Linked DNA regions of Mus musculus: region 2 is linked to region 1. Evidence: chromatin contacts called from public Hi-C data. All regions are on one chromosome and are shown on one strand. Each heading gives the region's core, a stretch centred on a gene start, on an enhancer-like site or on the middle of the called end of the contact. The rest is flanking DNA. Distances are from core to core; before and after follow the strand shown. Region 1 overlaps Gm35551 (a long non-coding RNA gene). Region 2 overlaps Thada (thyroid adenoma associated).

What was found. A called contact is a pair of places that touch in the nucleus more often than the background predicts.
Region 2: a contact with region 1 is called in a Hi-C map of CD8 T cells, with 6 times the contacts expected there. The contact joins two enhancer-like sites. A contact is called at or near these places in 2 of 484 Hi-C or Micro-C datasets (CD8 T cells and rod photoreceptor), 2 of 115 datasets of contacts at active chromatin or transcription factors (effector CD8 T cells and regulatory T cells) and 1 of 9 other capture datasets (liver).

What each region holds. Positions count from the first base shown.
Region 1 is chr17:84,031,035-84,035,344 of GRCm38.p6, forward strand. All of the region lies in intron 4 of Gm35551 (a long non-coding RNA gene), which reads right to left. Among named protein-coding and RNA genes, the nearest start is that of 8430430B14Rik, 35 kb to the left of the region's middle. Within about 2 kb of position 1,622, at least 48 of the 459 cell types and tissues checked have an H3K27ac peak or open chromatin away from gene starts, as enhancers often do. A contact at or near this core is called in CD8 T cells and regulatory T cells, where this site is marked.
Region 2 is chr17:84,304,871-84,309,339 of GRCm38.p6, forward strand. The region is part of intron 29 of Thada (thyroid adenoma associated); the gene reads right to left. Among named protein-coding and RNA genes, the nearest start is that of Gm24492, 19 kb to the left of the region's middle. Within about 2 kb of position 1,446, at least 48 of the 459 cell types and tissues checked have an H3K27ac peak or open chromatin away from gene starts, as enhancers often do. A contact at or near this core is called in CD8 T cells and regulatory T cells, where this site is marked.

The DNA.
Region 1 (4,310 bases), core at 372-2,871:
CCCAAGCTGAGAACACTCCTTTGTTGAGGATTCTCTGACCTTGGCAATGCTGTCTAGGGAACCGAACTGTCCCACGCACTAGGAACCAGCTCTAACCAGTGAAGGGGCTCCCCTTTATCTTGCTGTCCAGCAGCCCAGGGCCAGAAACTCATTATTACTGGGTATTGACTCCTGGACCCCTCCCCTCTCTTCACCCTGGCCAGCCCACTCCATCCATGCTCCTTCTAGTCTTTTTTTTTTTTTTTTTTTTTTTTTTTTTTTAATCAGCCTTGGCCCCTCTGACCTGCTGTGCTAGACCACCTTTGGACTACGGGCCTGAAGCTGGCAGGCTACACCCTTCTTCACATGGTGAAACCCTACCCATGAGCTCCCCCATGGAAAGCCCAACCACATAACAGCGTGAGGAAGAAGGACATGCACAACAGCCTAGGTTGGCGCTGGGGGACCCCTGGCTTCCCAGATGCTTTTCAAAAAAGCATCTTCCAGCCCAGTCAGCGCCACATCTGGAAGCCGGCTGGAAATTCCAACCATGCTCCCCAGCTAGGAAATGTGTCAAATCCTCCCAGAGACTGCATGGAAGCAGGAAACACTGGAGAGGAGGGCCAACTCCACAGGACCCCTAGGAGCGTTGGAGAATTCCAGATGTCACCAGGAGTCCATAGTCCTTAGCCCTGCTCCCTGCCTGCCCCCAAGGAAATTAAAGAGGCCTGGAGAGAATGACAGAGCTTGTGTCTCCCGGGGACCCACGACTCCATGTGTGCGTGTGAGACACTGAGTTCTTGATACACACTGAGTTATTTTTTCCTGGAGAGAAAAATGTTGCCGTGCCTCTGGAGGGTCATCTGCCCAGAAGAATCTCTTGATGCGTGAAGAAGTCATGGTCTCTCTTCTCTCTGACACACGCACACATCTCCCAGAGGCCCCAGGGCATCCATTCCTGAGAGCTGGTCTCATTGAGAAGATCTGGCCCTGGCTCCTTCTGTAGCCCTCAGCAAGTGTAAATCTCCAGTGATCGCCATGGCCACAGATTAAATGGCTAGAAACAGCAAGCATTGGTTTCCCTCCAGTTCTGGAGGCTGGAAGTTCAATTTCAACATTACTGGCCTAAAGTCAGGCATCTACAGGCCAAGGCTCTGGGGGAAAGCCCACTTCCTTGTCTTTCTTAGTATCTAATAGATGCCTTGGCCTGTAACCCCTTCCCCCACCTTCACAGACCACCTCTCATCCCTTTGTCACATCACTGGCTCTAACTTATCCTCCATCCCTCTTATAAGCCACTTGTGATTAGATTGGACCTGCCTCAGCAGCAATCAACCCCTTAAAGTTCCTGTTGCTTTGAGGACAGCGCACGCATGGATCTTAAGGCTGAGGTCACTGTCCAGCCTTGTGCAGCAGAGGCCCCACCCTGGGCATCAGTTTCCCTCGTGTTTGCTTCAGGGCAGATCTTCCAACTCTGACACTAAGACAGAGGACCTCTTTCCTCCAGTTAAGTAGGCTTGGCCTCTCTGCTCTCTGTTCAGAGCGGTCTCTGAAGCTCACATTGCTTTCTTTCCATCACTACAAGAGAGACTTCTCTACCCTGCCTTCAGTACCAGGAAGTCATGCCCATGTAGAGATCGGTGCCTACACCCAAGTGACATCCGCCACCCACGGAGGAGAGGTTACTCTCCTCAGCCCCTTGTAGGTGAGGATCATAGCTTTAACTTTCTCTGGGGCTGGCCTCACATGCCCAGCTGTTGTTCGGGAAGAAAAATCCTGGAGAGGCGATGAAGACAGGTGTGTGGGAGAGGAAGAGACGGGTGTGGACGCTCCTCTCCTGACACTGTTCCCAGTGCTTTGGTGTCCTGGGGCTCAGCTACCCGCCTGGTCTCCTCAGCACTGTGCTGACACTCCCTAGAAGACCTTGGAAGCCTTGTGAGCTGTAAGACATCCAAAGGGCCGAGGGAGGTAGTGCTGTACTTTAAGCCTAGAAACACTAGGATTTGGAGGCCACGGCACATGCCTGTGAGGAGATACAGCCACGGCTTAGTCCCTGCTGTACCCATTGCCTGGTGTCTCCCCATTCTGTTATTTCTGACTTACAAGCCACCTGCTGCAGAAAGCAGCATCAAGTCTAAGGAAGCTAAAGTTCCTTGATGCCCCCAGAACTGTGGGATGGCTCCGTGTCCTGGACAGGCACTGACTGCATCCTACAAGTAGACACTCTGCTTCGGAGGGGCTCAGAGTCCCCCTCACTCTGTCGGGCCAGGCATGCTTGAGACCACAGGCTAAGGGTCGCCAGTCTGAAGAGACGGCAGGGTGCCGTGACGGTTGGTTTTAAAGCCAGCTTGCCATGACCTGGAATCGGAGAAGGGAGTCTCGGGTGAGGACGGTCAAGGTCAGGTTGGCCTGAGGGCATGTGTGTGGAGAGCTTATCTTTATTAACTGAGGTGGGAAGGCCCAACCCGAATGCAGGTGGCTCTATGTCATGAGCGGAGTCCCACGGTATATGAGTGAAGGAAGTTGGCAGAGCAGAGCAGCCATTGAGAAAGGATCTGTTTATTTTCCCCCTGCTCCTGGTGGTGGGTGTGCTGCTTTCATGTTCCCTGGTTCCAGGAGTTCCCTGCAAAAATGGACTATAACCTGCAAAGGCAAGCCAAATGAGTCCCTTTTCCCCTAAGTTGCTTTTTTTTTGGGGGGGGGGGGGCGGCGGGAGGGTCAGGATATCTTATCATAGCAACAGAAAGGAGAGTAAAACACTTTAACTCCCGCCACAGGGGGATGTCCCTGAGTTCGCTAGATTTCCACTATAGCGGCAAAAACAAACAAACAAACAAAAATCTGAGATGACCAGCTTAAAGGAGAGAAGCCTTGCCCGTGCTTTTGGAAGGTCGCCACCCACCATTGGTTGGTCCGATTATTTTGTGGCAACACAGAGGTCATGGTAGGAGTGTGGGGCACAGAAGGCCACTACCTTCGTGGGAGCCAAGAATCAAAGAGAAAGAGATCCCTTAGCGGCTCTGAGGACACGCCCTCCCAAAGACAAACTTCAGATAGGCCCCGCCTACTGAAGGGTCCACTGACTTCCAAGGGCTCCTCGGGCAGGACCCTTTAGGATGCTCCCAGCCCCAGCTCTAGCAGCCCGTGTCTGAGGACCCAGAGAGAGGGCTGAAGACTGAGAGCCGTTGGAGTTCACTGTTCGCCTCCTCTGCCCTGCAGTTGTGCAGCGCTAGGTGGGATGTTGCCTGACTCCTACGGGGGGGGGGGGGGCGGTCCCAGGGGGCATCGGTCTCCAGACCTGGAACAGAACAAACCCAGACCTGCTGTGACACCGGGAGGCAGGACCCGCATATAGTTCTCCTGGCATGGTTGCTGTCTACTGTCAGTGCACCACCACACTGAAGCTCGAGGCCTTATCAGAACCCCTCAGTGGCTCCCACTGCCTTCCCTTCCTGTCTCCTGCCCACCCGTGATTTGGTGATCACATGCATTTCAAGGGTTTCCTGTCCCACTGAGAAGGAGTGCATTCAACGTTCTTCTTATAAGCTCCTAGGGTGGTAGAGTGCCTGACCCCCAAGAGAAACGAAAGGACCCTGATCTGACCCTGGCTTCACCAGGGACCGTTACTGCTGCCTTCGAGTTTGCTCTCTCTGCTGAGGCCCTCCTGGGTCTCTGCCTCCACTTCAGGACCCCTGTGTCTCCTGCCCTCTTTGCTAGAGCCCTCTCTCCATGCTGCCTGTTTCTGTTTGGCTCCAATCCATCCTTCTATTTCAGACTGTTTCTAAAGAGGAGTGGGCTTCAGCCCTTGGTCTAAAATCCTGTCCACCCAAATCCCCCTACAGAACTGTGACTCCTCCCTCCTCTACTTCTTCCTTCACTCCTTCCTCTACCTACTTCCTCCTCCACCTACTTCCTCCTCCACCTACTTCTTCCTTCACTCCTTCCTCTACCTACTTCCTCCTCCACCTACTTCCTCCTCCACCTACTTCCTCCTCCACCTACTTCCTTCCCCACTCCTTCTTCCTCCACTTCCTTCTCCGCTCCTTCCTCTTCCATTTCTTTCTCTACTTCCTTCTCCACTTCCTCCCCTACTCCTTCCTCCCCTACTCCTTCCTCCCTTCTTCCTCTTTCACTCCTTTCTGCTTTCTGCCTTGTCTCCACTGTGCTGTAAGATCCATGAAGGAGGAGCCCTATTCTAGCCATAGGATTTTAGTCTAGTACCCAGGCTACCATTAGGTCCATGATACTGTGGCGTATACATTGAATGTCACCTCATAGAGTGCCTCTATGTGCCAGAAACTAGTGGGTGCTGCCACCCTTCAGCCAGACTG
Region 2 (4,469 bases), core at 196-2,695, 270 kb after region 1:
CCCTGCCCACAGAGAGCTTAGTGTGCTTTGGACCTCAAACCCCAGCCCCTCAACATTGGGAGAAAAAACCCCACGGGGCAAACTACTCCCCTGACTTCCAGCACCTCTAGAGCAGGGCAGGCACACTGTGTTTGCTGAGTTAAACTCAGTCGTCACCATGTCCTTGCAGCCTCACCACTTCCTAGATCCAGAACTGCTCAAGTCCAAGGCTCAGGAAGAGAGGGTGTGAGCACTGTGACTGAGCAGTTGGAGAAAACCCTGGTGTTCCAGCAAGGAGACTTATGCAGAAAAACAAAGAGAAGGGGGAGAGAGAGGAGTGGAGGCAGGGAAGGTCCGATGAGTCTTTTCCATGTTAGTCCCTGACCTTTAGTAACGATCCACACAATCTCTAACGCTGGCGGACTCTGTTCCAATGTTGACCAATTACAACACGCTCAATGTAAGGAGACCAATCAACCAGTAACAGGTAACATAAGAAAAGAGATGGACTCTTGGCTTAACTACCCTAGTCATGAAAGCTGTTACTCTTGTCAACTGCAGGGAGGAAGCACATTATAAAAAGAGCCATGGGCTTTAGAGTGAAGTACACCTCTCCCTTTGACTGGGAAGGGAGTGGATGACTGAAGGGCTCTAGTCTTGCTACTTTGCAGGCTTGAATGCTTGAGCATGAATAAAATCAAAGGTTACCTTTACTTCCATGGTAAACTAGGCTGACGTCCTAGGCCATCCAAAGTCATCTATGTATGGTTAATACACTGTACTGTACAAGCAGGCAGCCCCGCCTCTGAGCTCCATGGATAGGAAAGACATCTCTCTCTCTTTCCCTTTCTCTTAGAACTCAGAATTCTCAAGATGGAGAAATCAAGTCTCCAAATCGGGGAGAAAAAAAGAACTGAACAGAAAAGCAAAGTTGATGTCAATTACTAGGGAAGCGCAGCTTGCTTGTCTCTCACACCGAGGTGCGGTGGCACCAGAGTGATTGTTTAGATTGAAGACAAAACTTGTCTAGACCATTCAAATAAATACACAAATGGTTTTCTCACGCCCAACAAGCTCCATCTAACTGCGAGCTTTATGAACAAGCTTTCTTTTACCTTTTATATTTGATATTATACCATCAGAAACTTGAGTAAAAGACGTGGTGGATGAACAAACCCAAAATTCAAACTCTCCCCTCAGATGCTGTACACTTCTTTATGAAATATCAAAATGTTAGTTAAATACGTAAGAATCAGAACAAAGCTTTCCTTGGAGTTGTTGGCCAAACTTGGTCTCAACAAGAGAACTTTCTGAATGGCACTGCCAGCTCTTAGGAGGGGCAAGTGACCTAGTAATAACATTAAGTTCCTAACATGAAGAGCTGTGGCAGTAAAACAGTTCACTCTACTTCACAGAGGGGTGGACCTGCCAGTGTTGCTCTGAGTGATCACTGTAAGCTCCATGGCTCTGCTGCCTCCACTGAGACTTCCTGTGGTTACCTTGGGCTCTTCAGAACCTGCTGAACTATATCTCACCTTCCCAGCATGCATCACTTCCACCCACCTCAGCACTGTCACGCTGAGCCTCTGGCTCTGGATGATCAGGAAAGGAACTCACAAGTCCCAGTTATGCACACCCTATAATTTGAATCTTTCCCAGAGCCAGAAACTCAAGGGTCAGCACATTTTTGTCTTTAAGGTATACTGAAGAAACACTCTGGGGTGTGATATGTTTATGTAAACATCTTCAAAGAAGTCAATGTATAATTCAAGAAAATATTCTCTGAAAGAATTTGTTTTCTGATTACAAAATGATTTCCTGCTCTCGAAAACCGAAGAGTTTTGTGTTTACTTAGCTGGCTCTGAAGGTCCCGTGGAGAGTATCACTCCTTTCAGGCTCTTAGCATCTCTTTTCCAAAGGCAAGTATTTGCTGGCTTCAAAGGCAGCTCTCTGTAAAGAATCTACCAAGGAAGACTCCTCCCTGCCTGTCTCCACCCTTTAGATGCTCACTGACAGCACTGCAGACCCAAGGACCCGAGCACCTTTGACTCCTTTCCCACCAGGTGAAGTAGCCTTAGGAACTACAAGGTCTGTCCAACCACACAGTGAACACCCAGCCCCCACACTGTGACTCCCTCCCCCAGTAAGCCTTTCTTGCACTTTGGTGCAACAGCCAGGGCCCGCCATGGAGGAGGCACCTAAGCGGCCCACCAGCACAAGCGGAGAAAGGAAGGAATGGCCCCACTTACCTACACTGCTGAAAGAACCCAGCCAGCAGCATGGCTGTAACCTTTCATGTTGTGGGCACTCTAACTCCCACAGTGTACATTTTCAAGACTCAGTTTTGCTCTTTTCCTTGTCACTAGTCTGTTTCCTTTGAAACAGCAGCAGAGTTGGGGGCCAACAGCTCTGACTTGGGATTTCTGAGGCAACCTTTCTACTCTTGTGGTGGTCCCTGTGACTCCCACCAGTGTATCTTGACCAGGGCCATGAGGTACAGAAGGTGGCAGTACGGCCCCATCAACCTGATCTTCAGAAAGTTGCAAAATAGGTCTTTGATTCAGGTGTGGCTCTGTGCGCAAGTCAGTGTGCTGACAGAGGGTTGTGCTACTGGCTTTGACGAGTACATGAACCTTGTACTAAATGATATAGAAGAAAGTGTTTCCAACTAGAAATGGTCAAGCATGGGAGAAATTGAGAAAGCAGTACAGTGGTTTTAAAGGTGTTTTCTGCTAGCACAGTCTGAAAGATTTATTAATATTTTTTAGAAGTCCTTGTGTTATTATCAGGAGACAATAAATGCTATGAGATTGTTTTTTGTTACAAAAAAGAAAGCAAGAAAGCAAGGAAGGAAGGAAGGAAGAAAAAGAAAAAGAAAGAAAAGAAACAAAATGAAAAAAAGAAAGCAAGAAAGAAAGGCAGATAGACCGACAGAAAGAAACCTAACTTGTTTTATTTAAACCAATGATGATCTTTGGGCCTTTATGGCCTGTTTCCAAGGCTAGGATAACCTGTGCTTCTTCTCTTTAACATAGGAATGAAGAGAGGACCCAAAGGCTCTAAATGCTTAAGGCTTTATAATAAGAACCACATGAGATGGGAGATATGGTACTGTGGGTAAAATACTTGCCATACAAGATGAGGACCTAAAATGAATACCCAGTCCAAAGGTAAAAATCCGGAGGTACAACCCGAAGGGAAGAACCCCTGAAAGCTTGCAGGCCAGCACCCTGGTGTACAGAGCAGAGAGCCTCTCAAACAAGGAAGAAGGTGAGGACTGACCTCTGGGGCTGCCCTCTGACGGCCACCTAGGTGCCTGGGAGTACATCTCTGAACTCCAACACTTCTCGCCTCCCAACAAAAGCAATTACAGAAAGCTGTAAAGCACAAAGGATCTGAGGCCCACTCAGTTCTGAACTGAGAGCCGGCGGCGGGTGGGTGTGTGTCTTTTTAGGAGCCCCATGGGATCAAGCTACTTTAAAATGATGCTAAGATGGTGGCTTCCTTTACTTTTCCTTCATCATGTGCAGTTAAGCTTATTGCGTTTAAGGATTGTGAGAATGTCTTCCCCGGTGATAAAGGAGTATGGCTTTGGGTTCTTATGTCTTGATATTCTCTCATTTCTACTGTCTAAGTAAATACTGAAAGGTAAAGCCTGCTCGGTACCCTCATTAATTTCAAGTGGGTAAAGTGCTGAGAACCACTGAGGTGGCACTTTGGTCTGACCCACAACTTCCTGTTCCCAGGCTGGCACCTTCCCCTCCACCTTATACTACCATGTTCTCTGCCTAAGAAACTCCTTCCCCATGCCTGATTAACTACTGTCAGCCTCTGTTAACTGCTACCTGCCCTGTGGTGCTGGCCCTGATTTCTCCACTTTAAACTGATGGCCCTGCCATGTGTCACCCGTCACCTAGCACGCTCCATTGGGACTGTCTACTTTCTGGTCTTGATGTTGTCAGACTTACTGTTCTGACGATGACACAATAGCATATAGTAGGTATTCAATAAATCTTTACTGAATATATAAACAACCAAGCCATGAAGACGAAACCACAGATCTACCTTACGTTTCACCTTCGGGCATATGTTTGTTTATATCATGGGTCAGGGTGCATATCTGATACAGAACCAGGCAGTCCATCTCTGGAATTGCACACTGTGAACCATTTCACACAGTCCCCCATGGCAGTAGTGTAGACTTCAGGTTTACAGTATGTCCTGGGAGCTCAGGGCCAACTCTCATTCTGCTTCTAATCAAGCAGCATGATATGGAATCTAAATCCGTTCCCATCCATCCAAGGTGAATATCCCCACAGCCATGTGATCAGCGGATCTTACCAACACTACCCATTACCAGGTTACTGGGTCTTTTTTAATAGGACAGTTCCAATTAGTTCTCATTCTTATTCTTAAGTAAAAAGAACAATAAAATCCCGTATTTAGTTAAAACAAAAGCCAGCCTGAAGGCTTGGTTTTCTATTGCTTTG